2 separate regions of the Pan troglodytes genome follow, and region 1 is linked to region 2. The links are chromatin contacts, called in public Hi-C maps. All regions are on one chromosome and are shown on one strand. Each heading gives the region's core, a stretch centred on a gene start, on an enhancer-like site or on the middle of the called end of the contact. The rest is flanking DNA. Distances are from core to core; before and after follow the strand shown.

The links. Hi-C and Micro-C count contacts between places; a contact is called where the count stands out from the background.
Region 1: a Hi-C map of stem cell-derived neural progenitor cells shows a contact between it and region 2, with 3 times the contacts expected there. The contact joins the enhancer-like site here to the promoter of ZNF326 in region 2. A contact is called at or near these places in 4 of 7 Hi-C or Micro-C datasets (blood, induced pluripotent stem cells, a lymphoblastoid cell line and 1 more), 1 of 1 datasets of contacts at active chromatin or transcription factors (stem cell-derived excitatory neurons) and 1 of 1 other capture datasets (stem cell-derived neural stem cells).

Annotation. Positions count from the first base shown.
Region 1 is chr1:141,358,124-141,363,264 of NHGRI_mPanTro3-v2.0_pri, forward strand. No RefSeq gene overlaps it. Among named protein-coding and RNA genes, the nearest start is that of LRRC8D, 13 kb to the left of the region's middle. Within about 2 kb of position 2,043, at least 3 of the 24 cell types and tissues checked have an H3K27ac peak or open chromatin away from gene starts, as enhancers often do. A contact at or near this core is called in stem cell-derived neural progenitor cells and stem cell-derived neural stem cells, where this site is marked.
Region 2 is chr1:141,170,221-141,175,583 of NHGRI_mPanTro3-v2.0_pri, forward strand. ZNF326 (zinc finger protein 326) reads right to left here and starts at 3,253. Exons shown (of 12, transcript XM_513552.9): 1 at 3,090-3,253; 2 at 206-250. The coding sequence starts at 3,105. It overlaps LOC738896 (gem-associated protein 8-like), which reads left to right and starts at 3,268. Exons shown (of 1, transcript XM_054684838.2): 1 at 3,268-5,102. The coding sequence starts at 4,405. The coding sequence ends at 4,770.

The DNA.
Region 1 (5,141 bases), core at 793-3,292, 190 kb after region 2:
TGTTATGGTAATAAACTTAAAAATTATTCCTGTCATGTACAAATTTCTCCTTTATTTCTTAGCATCTTAAAAATCTTTTCTTTTAGCCAACACAGCCAGACAGTACTTTGTCCTGCTTTGAGCAAGCACTTTTATCTTCTGAGTTATCATGGAATGCTTGAAATAATATGGATTCTAAAGAAAAATTCTAAAGAATGGTACATTATAACACTAACACTGTTCAGAGAGAATGGGCTAATTATCCAGAGAGGAAGGTCTTCCTCTGCTGAAGTCTAACTTCCTCCCTCTCTGGTCCCCAGACCTTAGACACACCAGTAGCACTTAAATAAGGCTGTGTTTGCATGCCTCACACTGCGTTCACAAACCCCAGGTCAGAGACGGTTTATTGTAACCCCATTAGGTAAAGGCATGGCTGAGCCCCAATTTAGAAGGTCATGGTGATAATAGGGAAAGTAATCAGGCGACTTTGGAACAACCAGCACGGTTAGGTACGAGCACTATTAAGAATAGGGCTTTACTTTCATGCCTGGAAAGACTTCCATGATACTTCAGCTAAAATCCAGAGGGCAAATGGTCATGTCCTAACTGCTATGACACGAATGGGGGCAGTCCTGTAATTTGTGACTTGGACCTCTTGCCTTGCAGGACAGCTGAGAACCTTTCCTTAGAATCAACTTTGACCCAAAGGGACTCTTGAGTTTGGATGGAGGAATGATGAAAATGTTTATTGCCACAGTGCTTTATTCTTTGTAAGAGCTCAAGCTCTTTTTTGTTTGGCTAGTTGCTGGTTTTCGTGGTGGTGGTGGTGGTGTATGCGTGTCTATGTGTGTGTTAGTTTTACATGATAATGAACAAAAATCTGAAATCTTGCTTATTTTCTCCCACTTGCTTCATATCATTCATACTCCTGGCTGATTCAAAGCAAAGATAAAGAATCTGGAGGTGCAACATGCTGGAAGCAGCTTTGGGCAGCCAGGACTTCTCATTGCCCAGGAACTCGTCCCTCCTTCCCACACCCTGCCCTCTGCAACCCTGAGTTCCTCCCCTAAACCTCTCACATAAATCTTCACTTTCTTTTAAGTTCATTATAAACCCCAGTGTTGTGTGTTCATGATGTTGTGTGGAGGCTGCTGTCCAAAAATAAACTATTGTATTGCACAGGGAGAAGGCAGGTTTTCAGAGGCGTGCCAGCTAACCATGGTGTTCGGTCGCACTTATTGGTTAATGTCTGCAAATTTTCTTTTTCTACGAAAAGTTAAGTAGGGCTCATTAAGCTCCTCTGGCGTAATTTTTTAAAAGAAAGGAAAAGTTAAAAATAGTCTAAGCACAAGTATTAGAGGCTTAGAGTTGTTAGGAAGAACTGATGAAGAGGTCTGGAGAGATGTTTTCACAATTGAATTTCATAGCCCTGCAGGAGTGGCAGAACTCCAGCAGGAAGGGAAAGCTGAAGGGCTAGGACAGAGAAAGCTTCAGGGGCAGAGCAGTGGCTCCAAGGATGGACTCACATTCAGGTCCTGTTCAATATGGATTTTATCAAGCACCTACTAACATATAATCTATTAAAGGGCAATAACGAAGTTCCTGACCCATGTCTGCTTAGGAAATCAGGATCTTGGTACAATTTCATGAAAGAGTTGGGACCGAAAAATCTAAAGGACCATCTCATTTTGAGACTCCAGCCCTTTGAAGAAGATAGCTGTCCTTACTCATCAAAGGATGATAAGGCCTTGCCTGCTGTGTGTTGTCAGAAAAGAGAAGACAAGACAAACAGGTAACCAGCATGTGAATACAGCATTACATCTCACTAATGACCCCCTGTGCTGAAAGCTAAAGTAGGAGGCTTCAAGCTGCATTACCTTGTATCAGTGAAAGGAAAGTCAAGGAGAGCCTTGGAGATGAAATGTAGTCATCAACGAGCACTCTGTAGCCAAGAGCTTTACCAAGGGTTTAGATGCCAGCTGCGGGGGTGTTGCTTGTGGACTGAGCATATGCAAGTTTGTGCATCTCTGACATCTGAGCCAGCTGTCCTCTGACAACCGCCTCCCAGGTCTCCGTGGTGATGCCGACCACACCGGTTCCCAATGACTTAGGGGCCCTTTCGTTTGCATCAGTGTTGATTTGGATTTCCAAATATGTGAAACATTTCACTGCCTCCTGGAAGGACAATGAGAAAAGTGGGTTGGGAAGGAATGACTCATTCTATAGGAGGGAGGGAAAATCTCCAGCCTCTCCCTAGGTTAAGTCCCTGCTATTCCTCCTCCAAGCAGGCCATGTGGAACACATGGGGTTGACTTAGAAGATCTTGAAAGTGTCATCCAGGGATGACTTCTGGGACTTGGGCTCTATCCCCCGCCTTCCCTGCCTGAGAACCATACTGAGAGGCCATCAGATGAGAGATTAAAGCAGTAGCTGTCACTTGGCAGAGATGTGGTAGGGGTATGCAGGCACCAGATTGTGGACCTGGGTGACCTGTGAGGCCTTTGTAACCCTATGATGTTAGGGTTCCACAGATCTTGGTGATAGCTCCTGAGTCCAAGGAAGCTCAGTGCAGGAGGAGTTGCACAAGCACTGGTGGTGGCTGAGGTGTCTCTTTTCTTGTGTCTGGCTCATGCCACAGGCTCTGGAGCCTAGCCCTCCTTGCTCTCTTGCTGAGCCGTCCTCCTAGTAACTCACCCTAACTAACAGCAATAATTCTGTGGGCCTGACTTCTGGAGTGCAATATGAATATTATAAACCATTTATTAAGGGATTATTATTTGCCAGCACCATGCAGGAATTTTACCTACACTATCTAATTTATTAATCAGCCAGGTTCAGGTTCAAATACTGACTGTACTATTTGATATCTGGGTCACTTTAGGCAAATTACTTAACCTCTCTGAGCTGTATTAGTCAACTCGGGCTGCCATAACAGGATACCATAAACAGGGTGGTTTAAACAACAGAAATTTATTTTCTCATAGTTCTGAAGACTGGAAGTCTAAGACCAAGATGTCAGCAGGGTTGGTGTCTGGGTGTCTGGTGAGCGGTCTGTCTTTAAGTTGCACCTGGCTGCCTTCCCACTGTGTCTTCATGAGGCCTTTCTTTGGTGCAAAAACCTCACATTTTCTTTCTTGGAGGGGAGGGGTTGAAGAGAGAGAGTTTTCCCTGGGTCTCTTTTATTGTTTTTGAGACAGGGTCTTGCCCTGTCTCCCAGATTGGAGTGCAGTGGCACAATCATGACTCTGCAATCTCTTCTCCCAGGCTCAAGCAATCCTCCCACCCCAGCCTCTCGAGTAGGTGGGACTACAGTTGCACCATCACACCCAACTAATTTTTAAATTTTTTGTAGAGACGAGGTCTCACTATAGTGTCCAGGCTGGTCTCAAACTCCTGGGCTCAGGTGATCCTCCCACCTCAGCCTCCCAAAGTGCTGGGATTATAGGTGTGTGCCACTGTGCCTGGCCTTCTGGTATCTCTTCTAATAAGGACACTAAACCTATTTGTTCAGGGCCCCACTCTTATGACCTCATTTAACCTTAAATATGTCCTTTGAGGTCCCATCTGCAAATACAGCCACAGCAGGGGTTAGAGCTTCAACATACGAATTTTGGGGGTTCACAAACCTTCAGTCTATGACAGCCAGTTTCCTCAGTAATAAAATGTGAATAAAAGTGGCACTTACATAGCTGAGAGGATTAAATATGATAACGCATGGAAAGTGCTTAGCAGAGTGCCTGGCACAGTGCTAAATCATGCTTACCACTGCTAATATGTGCCAGAAGTGGTGTTATTATTATTAGACCTACGTTACACAGGCAGCCCAGGCTGCTGGTAGCATAACTAGTAAGAGGAGGGAGCTACAGTATTAAACATGGGTTTGTGGGTCTTTAAAGCCTGGCTTTTTTTTCTCCGTTGTGCTTCATTGCTTCTTAAGACTCACCTTATATCATGTAGCAATTATAAGACCCAGAATCATTTGAACTGTCCTCAGAGCAGAATAGTGTCATCTCTTGTTTCCTATTAATAGTTAAACACACTGGCATATAGATCACAAAGTGGTTTCACTTTAAATTATCATACCCTCAAGTTCAGGGACTGTGTCTTAATACATTTTTGACTCCCCAGTGTCCAGCGTAGTGGCTTTCACATCAAAGAATCCCAGTAAATATGTATTAAGTCGAGCTGTATTAGATTCACAGGAAAAACGAAGTTAGTGAAGTAAACAGGGCTCCTCAGCTCCCCTTGGCCATCCCTGGGTGCCCCATTCTGACCCCAAAGGCATTGTCCCCACACTTCACATGCCCTTTATGAAATAAGGTAATTTTTAAAGTGTTTCTTCTCCTGTATTTCTCTCTTTTTAATCATTCTTCTCAGTTTGTTCATTCACTTATCTGTAAACAATCATTAAGGGCTTATCCAATATCAGGCTCTGTTCCTAGAGTTGGGATAAGATAATGTCTAGGAACTCTGTTCCTAGAGTTGGGATAAGATAATGTCTAGGAACTCTGTTCCTAGAGTTGGGATAAGATAATGTCTAGGAACTCTGTTCCTAGAGTTGGGATAAGAAAACCAAAGGTCCTGTCCTCACAAAGAGGGTACAGCAAGTATCTAGTGGGTGAGGTTGGAATAAAGTTTCTAAGGGAAGGCAAAGACGTGTGCATCGTGTGTCATGCCCTGGTGGGAGAGGTGGAGGGTGCCTTGGGAACATGTAGCAGCAGTGCATTCCTGGACTTGAGCAATAAGATCACTTGGAGCCATCCAGACTGAGCCATGAAGTGGGGTGGGAGCTACACAGGTAAAGGGCATGGGGAGAGAGTTATGGTGTAGGTGAAGAGAAGTGCCTGGGAACTGCCAACACAATGGGGATCTGATGGCTATGAAAGGGAGGAATAGGAAAGAACAGAAAATGAGGTCTCTGCCCTCTAAGAGCTTCCACCCTTCAGAAACAAAATGTATAGAAGTGTGGCAGCTTGAGAAAATGTTTCAAGTAGTAGTAACAAATGGCAAATCATATCATTAGAAGAATGCAACAAGTATTTTGCCAAGATGAGGTTCACAGACTACCTATGTCAGAATCAGCCAAGATGCTTGTTAAATATGCAAGGATACTATCCTAGACTTTGAGAATCATAATTTCTTAGGGTAAGTTCTGAATATCT
Region 2 (5,363 bases), core at 2,003-4,502:
AAAAAAAATCAAACTAATGTGAATAACCCCTAACATTTTCTGATAGCACATTCCCCAATTCAAATACTATATATAGTAAGACAATATTAACACATAAATGATATATCAAGAACCAAAACAAGGACTGAAATAGGTAGAACTGGCCTTTTACATTGATACTATATTTTTATGCGCATGAAGAGAAAAGCTGAAAGAGGATACTTACCATTAAAGCCCTGATAAGTATTCCTGCAGGCAGAGTGTGTGTAATCTATGAAGACACATTTAACAAAAAGGAATTAGTGTGATATTAGCAATAATTCAAAATTATATGCCGATCCAGTAAAAAACAAGCACAATTTTTAAAATGACATTAACCCAATTATCTGCAAAACTGAGAATAATTAAAACAAATAATTACCAATACTCCATTCCAGAAAATGTATCTCTTTTTTCTTCACTATCTCCCCAAATGGTAGGTTTATTATCCAAATTATGGTAAACATTAGTTTACAACACCTGATACATAATAACAGCCAAAAGAGGGGATTCAGCACTGATTTGTACCAAGTAACACAAAGGCAGATAGATTAAATTATGTATCAAATAATGCAAAAGCAAAGACATCTGAGAATTGTACGTAACATGAAATTTTTGCTAAGTTAATTTCTTTTACCATTTAATTTGCTCTTTAAAGATTTCAAGATCTTGGCCGGGCACGGTGGCTCACGCCTGTAATCCCAGCACTTTGGGAAGGTGAGGTGGGCGGGTCACGAGGTCAGGAGTTCGAGACCAGCCCATCCAATATGGTGAAACCCTTTCTCTACTGGAAATATAAAAATTAGCCAGGCCTGGTGGTGCGTGCCTGTAGTCCCAGCTACTAGGGAGGCTGAGGCAGAAGAATCACTTGAATCCAGGAGGCAGAGGCTGCAGTGAGCCAAGATTGCACCACTGCACTCCAGCCTGGGCGACAGAACGAGACTCTGTCTCAAAAAAAAAAAGATTTCAAGATCTTATCTGAGACATGCATATGCATATACATATATGACTGTGTTCTATATTCATCCAGAATGTGTCATCACTGAAAACCATATTGCCAATTTCCTCATCAAAACTAATTTAACAACTGTTAAATTCTTTAGTTAATTTTACAAATATATACTGAAAGAACAGAATTTAACATAGTGGTCATCTGGATACAACAGAATCCTGCTACACTATACAGGAATAGATTCATATATGGTGTTAGTCAAACTCCATCTTCCAAATACAGCAGTGGTATATTTGGGCAGTGAGACAGGGCGTATTTCATGACTAATATTGTTTAGAATTTCTATCACTGACACTGTTTAGAATTCTGGCATATGTCAATAATAGAAAGCAGACATACTACATTTTATTATTGTTTTTCAATTCTCCATAGAAATGGATTCCCTTATTGCCTTGGGTGGGGCAGTAGAAAGAACTGTTTCTACTGCCCCACCTCCACTTTGTTAGCCTCTGCTATACCTTGGGTGTTGGCATTATCATCAAACTACAGCATGAAAATACAATAATATATTTTTTATTTTCACTCCCAACTCTGGCCACTTCAAATATTCATAGTTTTTTGTTTTGTTGTTGGTTTTTTGTTTTTTGGTTTTTTTTTCAGACGAAGTTTGGCTCTTGTTGCCCAGGCTAGAGTGCAATGGCACGATCTCGGCTCACTGCAACCTTCGCCTCCCGGGTTCAAGGGATTCTTCTGCCTCCGCCTCCCAAAGTGCTGAGATTACAGGTGTGAGCCATCGTGCCCAGCCCAAATATTCATAGTTTAAAGGTATCTACATCAAAATGAGTTAAAGTCCAACCAAAACAAACAAAACCACGAGAGTGTGCTACTCTTAAGAGCTGAACTATTTCAAAGTAACTGAAAAGTATCTACAAGAGGGCTATTCCAGTCCCCTTTCACAAATCTGTACCTAGATATGAAAGCTTTAATTCTTTGTTGCATGAAATGTTATGAAAAATCAAAAGCTCATCGAGTAAGACATATGCTGAGATCACACCTCATTTAAAGATCATTTTTTTGGTGGGGTTAAAGGTTTACAGCCTACTTAGTGAACTGGTTTTACTTAAGCATGCCTGGTTACTCAGGATTAAATCCAGTTTAATCACGTAAGTCCTTTCCCATGTCTCCCTAATGTTGTCACTACATACCACTTTATCCTGACACCAATTCCAAGCAAGGTTTAAAAACAAAAGTGAAGACCAAATTAATATTACTTTGTGACCCTGTAAAAGTGGTTTAAAGAATTAGTATCTGAGACAACTGAAAAGTATTGCTAAAATACAGTTTATTTAATCCGTAAGTCAAACACTTACAAGGCTGTGTACAGGTCTAAATGTGAAGGACATTTGATGCTTGCTGTGCCAAAATTCTGATTAACTTAAATCCTATCTACACACGATCCAAAGAAAAGTGCTTTGGTTCACATAAATATTTCAAGTTAGGGATTAATAAGCAGGTAATTTTTGGTGATAAACACCCCAGTTTACTAACCAGGAAACATCTTGCTTTCCATTTTGCATAGATATTTATCTATACATATCACTTAAGGACACCCTTTCAACTCATCTTAAACCGGGACAAACAGAAACATCACTGTGAACAAGCCTCTGAAAATTCTATCTGGCAAGAAGTAACCCGAGGCTGAGGATTAACTAAACGGACGGTCTGGGTCGCTGCCCTGTGGGGCGAATGCGAGACTAGGTGGGTGAGGCCGCACTCGCCCGTTTGCCCGAGACCGGGAAGTTGGAGACGTCGGGGCAATTTCCACTACCAGGGGCCAAGGCGAGTCTGGGGCTCCAGCCCGGAGGCTCTCGCGCTCTAGGCGCGTCCTACCGGACACCGAGTTCTCTTGTCTCCGCCGGCAGCGGGCGCCGAGCGGGCCGAATCGGGGCGCGTGGGTCCCCAAAGAGGCCGACTCCGGGCGCTGGGCCCGGGGCGGGCGGGCGGCCTCCGGGCCCGCAGAACAAAGCCCACACGGCCATCTTGAGACGGTAAACAGACCCCCTGCGTAGGCCACCCCGCCTCTTGCCAGCTGCGCCGACCAGCCAGAGGCAGCGCTTACCGTCCTCGAAGTCCATGGCAGAGGCTGGGGGCCGTCGGCCTTGGCGGCGCTAGGCTGAGCTATGGCCGGCGGCGAGCGTCCGCGATCCGCGATTCCACACGATCAGTCCGCGCGACCGAGAGCGGCGCGCTACCAGCCCGGGAGCCGCAGGCCACAGCGAGGCTGGGGAGGCGGGGCCGACCGGCGCTACCAGCCCCATCGGCGCGGCCTGCTATTGGCTGACGTGGGCTGGTGGGCGGGCCCTCGCGTGGGGGGCGGGAAGCAGGTCCGCTGTCACGCTCGGAGGTGCTGACCCTCTGGAGCCGCTGAGGGGGAAGGAAGGTGAAAAAGGAGCGCTAAAGATTGGCGGGGGTTGTGGGAAAGCAAGCCGAGTGTACGGGAAGGGCCGGCTGCGGCCCGCCATGTTTGAACCTGGCAAGAGCGAAAGAAGCCGGTTGGAATGCCTTCTTCCTGCCCAAACTAATAAAACCGCATGCCTACCTTTTGCTTAGTATTGGCTAGGGATGACTAATCATAACATTTGTAAGTACTTACGGGGTTTCCTCCATGGAGACACAGAAGTCTGGGACGTTTCTAGAAGCCTGTGGCAAATTTGAAAAGCAAGATACAAAATTGCGTATGGAGTCTGATTATCGCTATGTCAATAAATTTTCTTAAAAGAAAAAGCACTGAAATAAAATGGAAATAATAATTCTTTTAAAAATTTTTAAAATTATTTTTATAGAGATGGGGGTTTTGCCATGTTGCCCAAGCAGGTCTCCAACTCCTGGACTCAAGCGATCCCCCCACCCCCAGCCCCGTCTCCGCCTCCCAAAGTGTTAGGATCACAGGCGTGAGCCAACGCGACCCGCCTGGAAAGAATTCTAAAACATGGCCTGCTTGGCCACTGCCCAGGATCTGCAAGCTGCGCGCCCACAAGTTTCGGCACCCATTTGGATTTTCACAATCGGAGATGGCAGTGGTGAAGGCATCAACATCAAAAGCTACCAGGCCTTGGTATTCTCATCCAGTATATGCAAGATACTGGCAACATTATCATCAAGCAATGGCTTGGATGCAAAGCCACCACAATGCCTACAGGAAGGCGGCGGAATCCTGTTTCAGTCTTCCATGGTTCTTCCTTCCTGCGCTTCTTCCCCAAAGCTCTTACGATAACCAGGTTGTGTATCCTCAGTCCTTCTATGACCATCATGTGGCCTAGCAGGACTCCCCCTGCAGTTCTTCACATTTCAGAGGGTCTGGGCAACATCCACATGGCAGCAGTAGGATCCAGGCATCCACAAGAGAAGACCAAGCTTTATCCAAGGAGGAAGAGATGGAGACCGAGTCAGATGCAGAGGTAGCATGTGACCTGAGCAATATGGCAATCACCGAAGAGCTCCGCCAGTACTTTGCAGAGACAGAGAAGTACAGAGAAGAACTACTGCGGCGGCAACAGCTGGATGCGGAGCGCCTGGACAGCTACGTGAACGCTGACCACGACCTGTACTGCAACACCCGCCGGTCGGTAGAGGCCCCAGCTGAGAGGCCTGTTGAGCGGCGCCAGGCCGAAATGAAGCGTTTGTACTGGGACAGCGCCGCCAAGATCCAGGCCATGGAGGCTACCGTGCAGCTGAGCTTTGACAAGCACTGTGATCCAAAGCAGCCTAATTACTGGCCGGTCATCCCCCTGAAGTTCTGAGCTCAGGGCACAGGGCACCCAGCCTCTTCCTCTTCCTCTTCCTTTTGGATACGCGCTCTTCATCTCTCCTTCTGTACATTTCTCAGGGAAAGGGGACTTTGTACTGAGGTACAGGCATGTTCACCACAGTCCCAGTGGGCCTGTCACGGGGTGGATGTACTGTGCCAGCCACTTGGAGGTCGGCAGGACATATTCTGTTGCCAACATGATAAATTTTATCCTGACATAAAATGATAATTTTGTATATATTATACTGGTTTTTTATGTTGTCGGTAACAGTTCAATTCATTAAAGTTCTTGCCTAGAGAAAAAAAAGAATTCTAAAACATGAACGATGATTCTTTTTGTGATGACTTTTTATATATACACATGATTATGTATTCTTCTATATCTCCAAATTCTTGAGCACTTTCATAATGTAAAATATATATTTGGCCTAAAACAAGATTTATTATTTATTAATGATTAGTGTTTATTAAAAGTTCTCTTTAGCCAAATATTATGTTTCATTTTCTTTGAAGATATACTTAGTGATGCGGAGGTAGGGGGCTCTCTTGGCCATTTAAGTCAGTGGTTCTTGATTGTGACTCTAC